Regions from separate parts of the Capsicum annuum genome. Here all the other regions are linked to region 2. Evidence: chromatin contacts called from public Hi-C data. All regions are on one chromosome and are shown on one strand. The core of a region is the stretch at or near the end of the contact, and the rest is flanking DNA. Distances in the headings are between cores, read along the strand shown. Region 1 has its middle 16 kb from the start of LOC107867397. Region 2 holds the start of LOC107867403 (phosphoglucomutase, cytoplasmic). Region 3 holds the start of LOC107867401 (PLASMODESMATA CALLOSE-BINDING PROTEIN 1).

Region 1 (4,136 bases), core at 1,340-3,839, 510 kb after region 2:
AAAACACTACTCTTATAGCATGAGTAGTTCAATTACAAATCATTACTCACTCAAGAACTATTTCAATCTGATCACACATAGATTAGCTATGAACTTGAGCAACATTGAAATGGGGTTTTGATGCCTCTCTTTTCACTCTTTAGAATGTGCAAAAACCAATTGTTGAAGAGGCATCTCTTTTTTTATAGTTTTATGATGATTAGGGATAGAATATCATTGGACCAACTGTCTAAATCGGTACAAAATAGCACCTGCAAGTTTGTTACACAAGAGGACAAAACTATGTAAATACCATGTTCCAGTTGTACAGTACTTTGCGCGTCCATGGTCCCTTTTAGTTTAGCTGCTCATCATCAAAACTACATATAATAGTAATGATCCAAAAACTTTTTATGCTGAAATAGTAAGTGGAAACTTCACCTAGACTTTCCTTAGAGAAATTTTGAAAAATTCAAGGTTAGTCTAGGATTGGCTTATTTTTTAGGGTGTAATAATTAAACAAGATCTAGTACTAATGTAGGTTTGGGATTGAATGTGCTAAGTAGATATCCAATGAGTTTCGGAAGTCGTAGTAACTTTTAGCATCTGAAATAGAGCTATAAAGCTCCGATTATAGTGTTTATCGTGAAGGGGTTGGTCCGCAATGTTGAAATTCGTGGTGTGTGTGGTAAAATAATAAAAATCAATCAGAGTTCCCAAGTTTCTTCCTCGAACCGCTGAAGTAGAAAAAGTAACCACGTGGTGCTATGGCGGTATGCCAAACTACGACGGCAGCCTCTGTGTAAAAGGATACAAATTGCGGTAGCAAAACTATAATCGTTGCAGCAGTAACGCACAGTAAAATTTTAGTTTTTAAATCTAAAAAATATTTTCATTCCCCACTTTTTGAAAAAGAAAACACTAAGGCTCCGGGAAAGGGTGATTTTCAGAGGAATTTTGAAGTTTTTAATATTTGAAGGAAAGTTAGACTTGAAATTACTTTGTTTAACATTAGAAAATCACTAGAAATGGATTAATGGTAGGTTATGGGGGTTTAACCCTAGTTTATATAAATTGATGAAAAAGGATGAAAATTTTTATGAATTCATTATGTAATGATCCTAGGTGTTAGAAAACACTAATGGAACTGAAATTACTGTTGTTTATGATACTTCAAGTAAAATTCACGAAGTTAAAATGATAAGAAAATCCTAAGATGATGAATTAGGGTAATTTATGGACAAAATTGATGACTTTTGATCTCTAGTGGTTAAAAAGGGATGATTCATTGAAATGTGTATATATCTTGTGTTGTATAGATCAAGAACGAATTGAACGAGAAAAAAAAGAATGGCATAAAGGTGACTTTTAAGAAAAAGAGTTGAGATAGGTTTTGTTTTTGTATAAAACTTGGACCTACTTGACTTTGTGCTTGTTTGTGATTTAAACATCTGTGGTTCTCTTCTAGCATAACGTGGGATTTGATGACTGAATTATATTTTTATTTCACTAAGATAATACATTGAGAAAATGAATCAGGCACCACACCAGTATAATATGATATGATGTGATAATGGGTGAGGTACCATGCTAGTATGTTATGATATGATGATGAGAATGAGAAGGGTAAGAGATGATGCATACATCTTGCAACATGCACTCAGTCATATGTATCAAGTGTTATCACTTGTTATGTATTATGATAGCGATTAGGGTGTTTTTATTGATAGTCGCAGGTCTGTATCTGGCTTTTGTGTTTTACTAGGTGATAGTCTCATTAGTTAGAAGTCCAAGAAGCAAGTTATTGTCTCCCTCTCTTCTGCCTAAGTTGAGTATAGGGCCATGAGTAAAGCTATTGTGGAGATTACTTGGTTTATTCATCTTCTTTCTGATTTTGGTGTATCTGATCTCACTCTTATTCCCTTGTTTTGTGACAATCAGGCTATCATTCACATAGCCAAGAACCCGGTCTTCCATGAGAGGACCAAACATATCGAGCTTGACTGTCATTTCTACGTACCAAGTTGGCTGACAGTTTGATCTCTCTTTCTCATACTTCCAACTCCTGCCAGCTTGATGATGTCTTCACCAAGTGCTTGACTGGAGTTCATCATCATGCTCACTTACTCAAGTTGGGAGTTGTATCCCCTCTAACTTGTGGGGGTGTTGGAGACTGATGTTATATCTGCTGATTTGGGTCATTAGACTTGTCTTTTTTGTTGATGTATTGGGCTTGGCCCATTTAATTTATTGTCCACTTTATTATAACCCGGTCCATGTTGCAATGTGTATATATATAGTGTAAGATATTTTCAACACACAAAAATCATTTTCTTCTTTTCCAATAATAAGAAATGCTCCTACTTCTCTGTTCTTTTTCTCTCTAGAAGCTTCTACTGATTTCCATTATTTCTCGTTGTTTTTCTTCGATCATAGTCTTCTCCTTCGAATGTTAACAAGTACCAGGCAGAGTTTCACAAGAATTAATTTGTCGAATGAGAATGCCATTAGTTGTTAAATAAAGCTATGAGAATTCAATCCCCAAAAACTTTACCCACATACATGTAAAATTTGTTGGATTACAGGAAGATGTATTTGATGCTCAAGCCAAATCTTGGGGTTTACAACCAATAAACAGGTCTCAAATCCCTTATTTGCCTACCCCTCATCATAAACATTCACAATACCAAAAGCCTTCTTTCCCAAACTCTACCAACACAAATGTTACTTCCAAGAAACCTTTTGAACCATATTTTTCAAATCGCAATAGATTCAACAACAACACTTTTCGAAAAAGATTACCCACAACTGAAATGGATGAAAAGCGGTCTAAAAGGCTTTGTTTTTTCTGTGATGAAAAATATGTGTTGGCGCATAACTGTAGAGACAAGAAGCAATTGTACTTGGTAGAAGTGCTGGAGGAAGAGACACTGGAGTTGAATGATAAGAAGAAAGGGCAAGAATTAACAGATGCAGTAGATGAGTTTATAGTAATATCCTTACAGGCATACACTAGTGTTATTGGGTGTCAAACTATAATAGTTACAGGTTACCATGTGAAGAAGCCTCTGTAAGTGGTGATTGATACTGGCAGTACCCATAGTTTCATAGATGAAAAAGTGGCAAGAAGCTTGGGTTGTAAAGCTAGTCCTATTACTCAACAGTCTATAAGTGTAGTCAATGGGATAAGGGTACAAACTAATTTAGTGTGCAAGAATTTACTTTGGTTGCTGCAAGGGACAATTTTTTGCTCAACTTTCCTATTGTTTCCTTTAGGAAATGCGAATATTGTACTGAGAGTTCAATGGTTGAATACCTTAGGCAATATATTGTTTGATTTCCAAAATAGGACTGTGGGATTTGTATATCAAGGAAGTAAACATGTCCCCAGAGGTGTTGACAACTAACTAAGAACCAGTAAGCACAACTCACAAGTCACTAAGTAAGATAGGTGGATCAGGTGCGCAATTCTTCATGATGTCACTGGTACAGGAAACCATAGAAGGAGGACATTGTAATGAAATCAAAGTTACTCAAGTTCTCACTTCTCGATCTAAATTGATAAAGCGGTACTCTTATCTATTTGAAATACCTATTACCTTACCTCCTCATAGAAGGTCATTTGATCATAATATTCTCCTCAAAAAGCATCCAACCATGTGAATAGAAGACCCTCCAGTTAAGAATGATATTATTGAGAAGCTAATACAAGAAATGTTGGATCAATGTGTGATACAACATAGCACTAGTCCATATGCTTTACCTGTAGTTTTGGTGGGAAAGAAATATGGAAATCAGATGACCATTAAGCATAAATTCCCTATTTGGATCAAGAGGGACTATTAAATGAAGTAGGAGGTGCTAAAGTGTTTTCTAAAATTGACCTGAGAGTGGGCTATCATTAGTTGAGAATGGATGAGAATGATAATCATATGACTGCTTTCAAAACTCATGAAGGTTACTATGAGTTTTTAGTCATGCCTTTTGGTTTGACCAATGCACCCTTAGTCTTCAAAAGTCTTATGAAATCTATGTTTAAACCTCTCTTAAGAAAATCAATTTTAGTGTTTTTTGATGATATTATGATATATAGTAAGAGTTGGGTTGATCATATTGTCTTTGTGGAAGCTGCATTTGAATTCATAAAAGAGTTTCAA
Region 2 (4,343 bases), core at 1,519-4,018:
GAACATGTGTTAAAGCAAACAAACAATGCAAAATAAAGAATTGCATAGGAAAAGTTGATTAATAGTACATGGATGGCATCCTTCGAATAGTATCGGCCATCACCAGAAACCACAAGTATAGCATCTGCACAATAAAAGTGTGATTAGAAGAAGGGACAAGACAACAAAATCATCAACTGACCTCCATAAAAAAAGAATATATTTATCAGCTCTTCCATCAGGGCGGATCTATGTAAAAAGATGGGGGGTTCCACGCCATCGAACACCTGGGTCCGAATTCCACACGTATCCTGCACTGGTGTTGTGTCGACACGGGTTCGGCAGCGAAAATGAAGAGTCTGCAGCTTAGATTTTTCTAGACTTTCTTTCTTTCTTTTTGTTTTAAGCATAAAATGTAAGTAGCTTCCGCCTTCCAAGTTGTGGGTGTCGCGTTAAATTGTCATAATTATTACATTTTTCGTTTGATCAATTTTTCAATAAAAATCGAAAAGACGAATAACCCGAAAAGAAGCACAAAATTGAGCAAACCAGCTAATTGTTTACTTTATTTGGACTGTTAAATAGCAACACCTCGTTCAAAGCAATGTTGAACCCAAACCTCCAAATCTAAGATTCACCACTGCTACCATTACATGCAAGAAATGTAGAGGAATTCAGCTAGAAAAGGAAAACATAAAATTCCTTACTTTTAACTCTGTCAGCTCCAAGGGCATTGAATGTTGCCTGAACAAAATTTTGCAAGTAATTAGGTTGTATGAACACCTTCACCTGAAACAGCCCATCCAACCTGATGTTACGCTCAAAAAACAAGATCCATTAAGATAACAGCGCAGAAACAAGCCAAGACACTCCAGATGGACTAAAGATCATGCAGAACTACTGATGTCCAGAAGTTCAGGCTTATTCATGAGTCAGCTTAACTACAATTTAAACTACCAGCTTTGCAAAAATTCAAACAAAATGCTGAAAGAGTTGTGACGAAGATGAACATAACGAATGAATTAATATATTGTTCTAGCTGTGTCTGGAAGAACCACATGAATGTCTGAGACATCCTTACAGGAATGTGAAGGAAAACAAATTAGTAACAAGCCAGTTGGCTAAAAAGAAATAGAGTTTAAGAACATAACTGTAACTTTTTGGGGGGTCCAGAATCGTGTCCCGTGTTTCTTTTTTATAGTATAACTCAAACTAGTCTGACATAGTTTACCATTAAGCCAACACCTCTTGTAGGGAACTATGTTTTGTTGACATAGTTAGACTCTTTTTGGTGGTTCATGAATACTCCCTCCAACACAATATGATTAGTGTTTTTAGCTTAGAAAAAATGTATTTGACCAATTCACAGAGATATATTGAACTAGATTACTTTAAAAAAAAAATACGATTTTATGTTAGAAGATTACCACTCAAAGTCCTGTATAAATTGCATTTTTTCTCCACATACAACTGAATCCAATACCTTCCAAAGAATCATATACTGCTTCAGAAAATAAAAACGGATAGAGGACTGAGAAATCCATCATAAACTAATCAACAGCTCTTTGTCCTTAACCATAGTTCATAGAATTACCGGCAAGTAAGAATTCCTTACTTGATCTAATTCAAATCTGGATCCCTGACTCGTCTCATTATGAGCCTTTGGCCAGTTTGACATTGGGCCAAATCTGTTGTTTGGGCATCGTCCCTTATCTTGATCAGTTACGACTCGATAGTGAGTTTTGAGTGGTTAATAATGCACATAAGAATGATGATATTGGGCTATGCAGCCCTTTTATGTGATCGTTATTATCAGTAGCACTTCTAGTGATTACATTTCGAAAACACAGAAAGCTTTTTTATAGCTGAGTTTATGTCCAAAGAAGCATGCATGAGGACAAGTTATTATGATCAAGTATTTCTACAAGATGATGCAGGCGAATTCCATTAGGTCCGTTACTACAAAATCCCATTAAGTTACTAGTTATTCCTTAGATCTATAACCGCTGATTACAATCTGTACACATCAATAAGTACTTTAAAGAAAAGATAATATGGCAAGCAAACCAAATGGAAAGTGGATTGAACTCGAAAACAAAGAGATCGGCAAAAAGAAACTTTAACTAAAAAAAGCAGCTAGATCAGGATATCCAAGGGTGTCGCCTAATCAATGAAGTGGGTTGAGAACTTGAGGTCTGATATTTAAATCCCAACAAAGGCAAAAACACTAGGTGATTCTTTCCACAGAGTTATGCGATATCTGTTGCTGGAGGGAGGTGTTATTTATCCGGTGGATTTAGTCGAGGTGCACTAAAGCGGACCAGACACCACATTTATCAAAAAAGCCGAACTATTTATTTTGAATTTGATTTGGCTTAATTCTGTTTTTTCAGGTTTACCTTCTTACGGAGACCGGAAGTACCAGGCTTCTGGCCTTCAAACGGAGTCGTATTGACGCGGGTAATCTTGAATGTCGCCATTTTTCGTCACTGGAAAATGAATCAACAGCACGCAGAATTAGCTAGAAACAGAAAATGCAGAGATTCAAAACGCATAAAGGCACCCACATTTAAATCTAGTATACACGTACACTTTTTTAGAGAGAGAGATAGAGGAAGGCTTACATCTGAAGATTGGAAAGATGAATGAATGAGTGAACGACGTGTGTGGAGCTTGAAGAGAGCGTGAAGAATGCATATTTGGAAAAAGGAAGCAATTCAAATTAAACCATGGGGAGAAGAGGAAATTGCATGTCATACCTAATTATGAGTGGCATATTTGGCCCCAATAAACAATATTTTTAAAGATATTTTTATTTTTATACACCTTAAATATATTTTTAAAATTTATTTTATTTATTTATCTCTTAAATTTTATTTTTTATTTTTTTTATTTTTTCTTTAATTTATTATTCTATTTTTTATTATTTTCACTTTTTTTTCTTTAATTTTATTATTTTTACTTTTTATTTTTCTCTTTAATTTTATTTTCATTTTTAATTCATTTATTTCAACCTTTATTTTTTTCTCTTTTTTCTTTTTTCTCAAGCATTATCTATTTCTTCTTCTTTTTTTAATTCATTTGTCTGTAACCTTTATTTTTCTTTTATTTTTGATTTTATCAGTTCTCTTTTTTTTCCTCATTTTTCTCAAACTTTATTTTTATTTTTTTCTCTCATTTTTTTTAATTCTTCGCTTTTTTCTTAATCTTTATTTTTTTTTTTTTTCTCTTTTTTTTATTTTTCTCTATTTTTTTAATCCTTCGCTTTTTTTCTTGATCTTTAAGTTTTTCTTTCATTTTTTTTCTTAATTTTTTTTATTTTTCTATTTTTTTGATCGTTTTTTTCTTTTTTCTCAACTTCTATTATATTTTGCTAATAAATAAAAAATTTGATAATCCACAAAGGGATCTTCTTTTTTTTACAACAACAAACTCAGTGTATTCCCACAAAGTAAATTTAAGGGCATGAATTGTTGTTACGAAGTTCTTTAAAAATTCTTGAGATAAGTCGTGTCTCTAAGGCGAGAGTTGTAGAATATCTCAAAAATAAAGACATAATGTGGTAGTGTCAACTCTTGCCCGTGGGGCATAATTTATTACTTGAAAGTCCTTGAGTAAAGTCTTGCCTCTAAGGCAAGAGTTGTAGAACATCTCATAAATGAAGACATCACGTGGTAGTGTCAACTCTTGCCCATGGGGCATAATTTATTATTTGAAAGTCCTTGAGCTAAGTCTTACCTCTAAGGTAAGAGTTGTAGAACATCCCATAAATGAAGACATAACGTGATAGTGTCAACTCTTGCCCGTGGAGCATAATTTGTAGTTTGAAAATCTTTAAGCTAAGTCTTGCCTCTAATGCAAGAGTTGTAGAACATCTCATAAATGAAGACATAACGTGGTAGTCTCAACTCTTGCCCGTGGGGCATAATTTATAGTTTGAAAGTCCTTGAGCTAAGTCTTGCCTCTAAGGCAATAGTTGTAGAACATCTCATAAATGAAAACATAACGTGATAGAGTCAACTCTTGGTCGTGGGGTATAATTTGTAGTTTGAAAGTCCTTGAGCTAATTAAGTCTTGCCTCTAAGGTAATAGTTGTAGAACATCTCATAAATTAAAACATAATGTGATAAAGTCAACTCTTGCCCGTGGGGCATAATTTGTAGTTTGAAAGTCCTTGAACCAAATCTTGCCTCTAAGGCAATAAATGTAGAATATCTTATGAATGAAAATATAACGTGGTAGAATTAACTTTGCCCCGTAGGGCATAATCTGTAGTTTGAAAGTCCACGAGCCAAGTTTTGCCTCTAAGACAACATCTCATAAATAAAAATATAACGCGGTAGAGTTAACTATTGCTCGTGGGG
Region 3 (4,305 bases), core at 1,783-4,282, 270 kb after region 2:
AGAGGGAGTAACTAGTAAAAGAGAAAAAGTCTAAAAGGGAAACAAGTACCGTGACAAATAAACAATACTCATCCTACAAAAATACAGGTGGGATCTAGGAAGGGAAGCAAATGCGCATACAACAATACACATCCTACAAAAATACAGGTGGGATCTAGGAAGGGTAGCAAGTGCGCATACCTTATTACTACCTTGACAAATACAACGATTGTTTCCGATAGATCCTTACAAACAAGCAAGCATAACAAAAATAAATGAAACTAACACGATTAGAAAAAGCTTAAGTCATCAACGGACACTTAAAGTTATCCCGAAAATTCACTTGGACCCCTCAATTAATTTATGTACCTATTAGGCACCTCAACTGTTTAAAATGATACATATCAGGCACAAAATGTTAATTTGGCAAGGAGAGAATGTTACACTCTCCTTGGGCATGTGAATCGAAGAAAAAAATAATATTTTACTTTTTTTAATTAAAAAACTTAAAAAAAAACTTATAATTTTTTTTAATTAATTAAAAAACTTATACTTAAATTATTTTATCAATATAATTTAATTATAATAATTTTTAATTTAAAAAAGAAGAAGAAAATCTTCAACCCCTCCCCTAGCGTCACCGTCTTCACCCCACCCCACGTCATCATCTTCACCCCACCCCACCCCAGTTCGTCGTCTTCAACCCTCCCCGTGTAATCATCATTTTCACAGCACCCTACCCCCACCCTATCATCGTCGTCTTCAACCCCCGTAAAACTAACAACATTCAATAGTAAATTCAAACACAAATTCAACATTTCCTTCTGATGAATAATAATCTTGAATTTGTGTTTCCTTCTGATGAATAAACATAAAATGAATAATAATTCAACATCAAATATAACATAATCTTTTCGTGTGCGTTTTCCGACTCCGATGAATCTCGTCGGAAAATCAAAATTAGGAAGTATATTGTTGCTGCTCTCGTGTGTGTGTGTGAACTGTGAAGACGGACGACGAGTGTGTGTGTGTGAGAACTGTGAAGACATCGGGGGAGAGGTTGTGAAGATGATGACTGTGTAGGTGGGGGTGTTTTTACGTTTTTTTTTTTCTAATTGGTTAATTTTGCCACGTCAGGTGAGTGTGTTACACACACACTATACCTGTTGCTGATTAGACAAAAAAGGCATGATTGAATCAAAATTCGGTGGGTTAGGAGGCTGATAGATACAAACCTTAATTGAGGGGTCTAAGAAAATTTTACTTAAGCCATTAGAATATGTTACATGATGGAAGATACACCTGAAATTGTCATCATGGTAGAGGAGAAAGGGACATATACAACAGACAGATATCAACATCATGACAGCTCATTCACGCATACTATTAGGTAGTGTGAATAGTGACAGGCCACACTAACAATAGCTACTGGAATATTATGGTAAAATAAATAAAGCACAACTAGAAATATAATGATATGCTTAATACTACAAGTTACTATTTTCCTATGTATGCTCCCCTCCATTTCAATTTATATGACTCGCACAAAAATTTATTAACATGTTTTAAAAGACAAGTTTCAAAAGTCACAGAAATATAATGATATGCTTAATACTACAAGTTCCGAAAGTCTTTTTTTAAATAAAGAAACTGCATGTATTAATATTTAATATGGAGTTGGTCTCTTTTCATGTCCAAGACACAATTTTAACTTTCTTCACCAACCCTTTTACCTTCGAAGCACACAATTTGTAATTGACACCAGAAAAAGGTGAACTTTTTATGACTTCTCCAAGATCAAGAGGTCAAGAATGAGCTTTAGATTGAAGCTATTATCACAAAGACAGGAGCAACAACTAGAACCTTTCCTTTAATTTCAAGGTAAAACGTTAAGTAAATCTAATACACCCAAAGAGAGAAAGAGTGAGATGCCTATGCAATACCGGATCTAACATCACATATTATAACATAAGCTTAAAGAACCTACCCTGCAGTAGACTGATATACACAACCAGAACCAGCAGCTGATGAAAAAAAGAACAAGAAAACAACAAAAAGTTAATCTTTGAAGATACAAAATAAGTAAAAGGATTAGTGGTAAATGAGGAAACATACAAGCTGGTGCAGTTGGAGTCAAAGTTGCAGTTCCCTTAAAGTCACAACTAGCACCAGAGGCACCTTTTCTCTGATAATAGCTATTTACAGCATAGTTGCAGTGATCTTTGACAGTGTCAGGATTGTAACAAGCACCATTAGTATGGATAGCTGTGCAATCAGCTCCAGATCCACAGGCATAATCAATGTTCTCTTGAAGAATTTTTACATCCACACCATCTTTGCAAATACAGTAACTGGCACCTACAGAAACAAATCCACATACAATCAGCTCAAACAAGCAAAACTCATTGTGATTTTCCTATAAAAAGACTGAATCTTTGAACACAGCTGAATCACGAACATTTTTAAAGAGTAAAATATAGTGAAACCTCATCTCAAGAAGAGTATAAAAGCATCAAAAATACCGAAAACTTGAAGGCAAAGGGAAAAAGACTGAATCTTCTAATTTAATAGAATCAAGAACATCATCAAGAGCAAATTATAGTGAAACCCCATATCAAAAAATATGAAAAAAATGCAGAAAAAACAGAGAAAACTTGAGGGCAAAGTGAAAAGTGTCTCCTTACTAAAAGCAAAATCTAGTAAAAGACCATCTCAAGAAAAATATGGGAAAAAATGCTGAGAACAGAGAAAAGTTCATGGCAAAGTGAAAAGTAGCAGCTTACTTGAGTGACCAGTGATAGCCAAGAAAAATACCAAAGACAACATAAAAGCAGCCATGATTGTGAAAGCAATAATGAAGAAAGTACACTATTCCTTCACTTTTTCAAGAGAATTGGTAAAGGAGAAGAAAGGGTGTTGTTTTCTAGATAATAAAATGAGAGTGACTACAAGTATTCTGATGTATACTTGTTTTTGTGGCACTTTTATATGTATGATGAGTGTAAATTTACAGTATCTGCATATGTTATATCGTTGATAACAATATGAGAGGTGGTCCGGTAGATGGATGAGTTGTTTCATCCTTAATTAAAAATTGAAAGTTTGATTTTGGATATGAAGAAAACTCTGTTAGAAAGCATTTTCCCCTAAATGAAATTCTATACGGTATGAATTTAAATTAATCGAGTTTTAATACGAATATCGGATGAAAATCAAAAAAAATATTATTGATAAGGGGAGATGGTGTTTTTGGAAATTGAGCAGAAAAGCAAAAGCTTTTGTCATGTAATTGACTGTACCTGTACTTGTGTATGTGTGCTCTATTGCCTCTCAAACGGTCATAGACTCATCCACATGGTCACTACCTAACTCAACTCTGGTTGAATACTTTGCGATACGCTTCTTGTTCCATAATATTCGGTATCAGCGTACACTTACGGTTATTTGGTTGCGAAAAAATTATTTAGAAATAATTAATTTTGAGATAAGTTATTCTGATATAATTTGAAATTAGTTATCCCATCATGTATTTGAGATAACTTATTCCATTATTATAGCATAAATAGTGGGATAAATAATTTCGATACTAATTAATACTTCAAACCAAACATGGGATAAAATAATATTTCACTTTAACCTAAGACTATTTATCTCTTATACCTCACACCAAACAACCCCTTGGTGTTTTAATTATGCATCGATTAATCATTATTTCATTTCTTATTGTTTTATATTATTTGTTGTGTAATGCTACTATTTTGATTAATTTGTACTGTAATTGCTTTTACGATTGTATCCCCCCTTTCACACTGCTTGACAGGTATTACTAAAATTAGGATCTATCAAAAACAATCTACATTTGCCTAGCTCGAAGAGGTAAAGGTGAGATCTTAATACGTTCTATCTGTTCGGATCAAAATTGTCAAAGCGTCATGCGAAAGGTAATAGTTGAAAATCAAGATGGTGATAATTCAAACGACAGAGAAAAACATATTAAAAACATAATGATTATATAATTTGGCTAATTGACCTACATACGAAAATATAATATAAGAAAAAATATAAAAACTATTAATACTATTGTGTTGTGATATGAGAAGAGAGGTCTTTAATTTATAGAGATCCAAAATTTTCCTCCAAGAAAGATATTAGTTTTTTTTTTTTAATTAGAATTTTTGGTCTGTCTGGACCCTTTTTTATTGCAACTTCATCCAAAACAATCCAGCCCAACTATACATTGTTGACCCAAGTCCAAAAAAACCCGATCCAAAAAATGGAATATGAAAAGTTTCCTAATATCAACGTTTAAACAAGAAAAGTATTCTC

The links. Hi-C and Micro-C count contacts between places; a contact is called where the count stands out from the background.
Region 1: a contact with region 2 is called in a Hi-C map of bud, with 2.8 times the contacts expected there. The contact joins the enhancer-like site here to the promoter of LOC107867403 in region 2. A contact is called at or near these places in 2 of 5 Hi-C or Micro-C datasets (bud and placenta).
Region 3: a Hi-C map of placenta shows a contact between it and region 2, with 4 times the contacts expected there. The contact joins the promoter of LOC107867401 here to the promoter of LOC107867403 in region 2. A contact is called at or near these places in 2 of 5 Hi-C or Micro-C datasets (bud and placenta).

The regions. Positions count from the first base shown.
Region 1 is chr1:97,764,259-97,768,394 of UCD10Xv1.1, reverse strand. No RefSeq gene overlaps it. Among protein-coding and RNA genes, the nearest start is that of LOC107867397, 16 kb to the right of the region's middle. Within about 2 kb of position 2,589, at least 5 of the 5 cell types and tissues checked have an H3K27ac peak or open chromatin away from gene starts, as enhancers often do. A contact at or near this core is called in bud, where this site is marked.
Region 2 is chr1:98,274,223-98,278,565 of UCD10Xv1.1, reverse strand. LOC107867403 (phosphoglucomutase, cytoplasmic) reads right to left here and starts at 2,768. Exons shown (of 19, transcript XM_016713626.2): 1 at 2,604-2,768; 2 at 2,379-2,468; 3 at 687-768; 4 at 69-124. The coding sequence starts at 2,459.
Region 3 is chr1:98,001,906-98,006,210 of UCD10Xv1.1, reverse strand. LOC107867401 (PLASMODESMATA CALLOSE-BINDING PROTEIN 1) reads right to left here and starts at 3,032. Exons shown (of 4, transcript XM_016713621.2): 1 at 2,763-3,032; 2 at 2,095-2,337; 3 at 1,967-2,003. The coding sequence starts at 2,817. It overlaps LOC107867400 (a long non-coding RNA gene), which reads left to right and starts at 4,260. Exons shown (of 3, transcript XR_001673171.2): 1 at 4,260-4,305.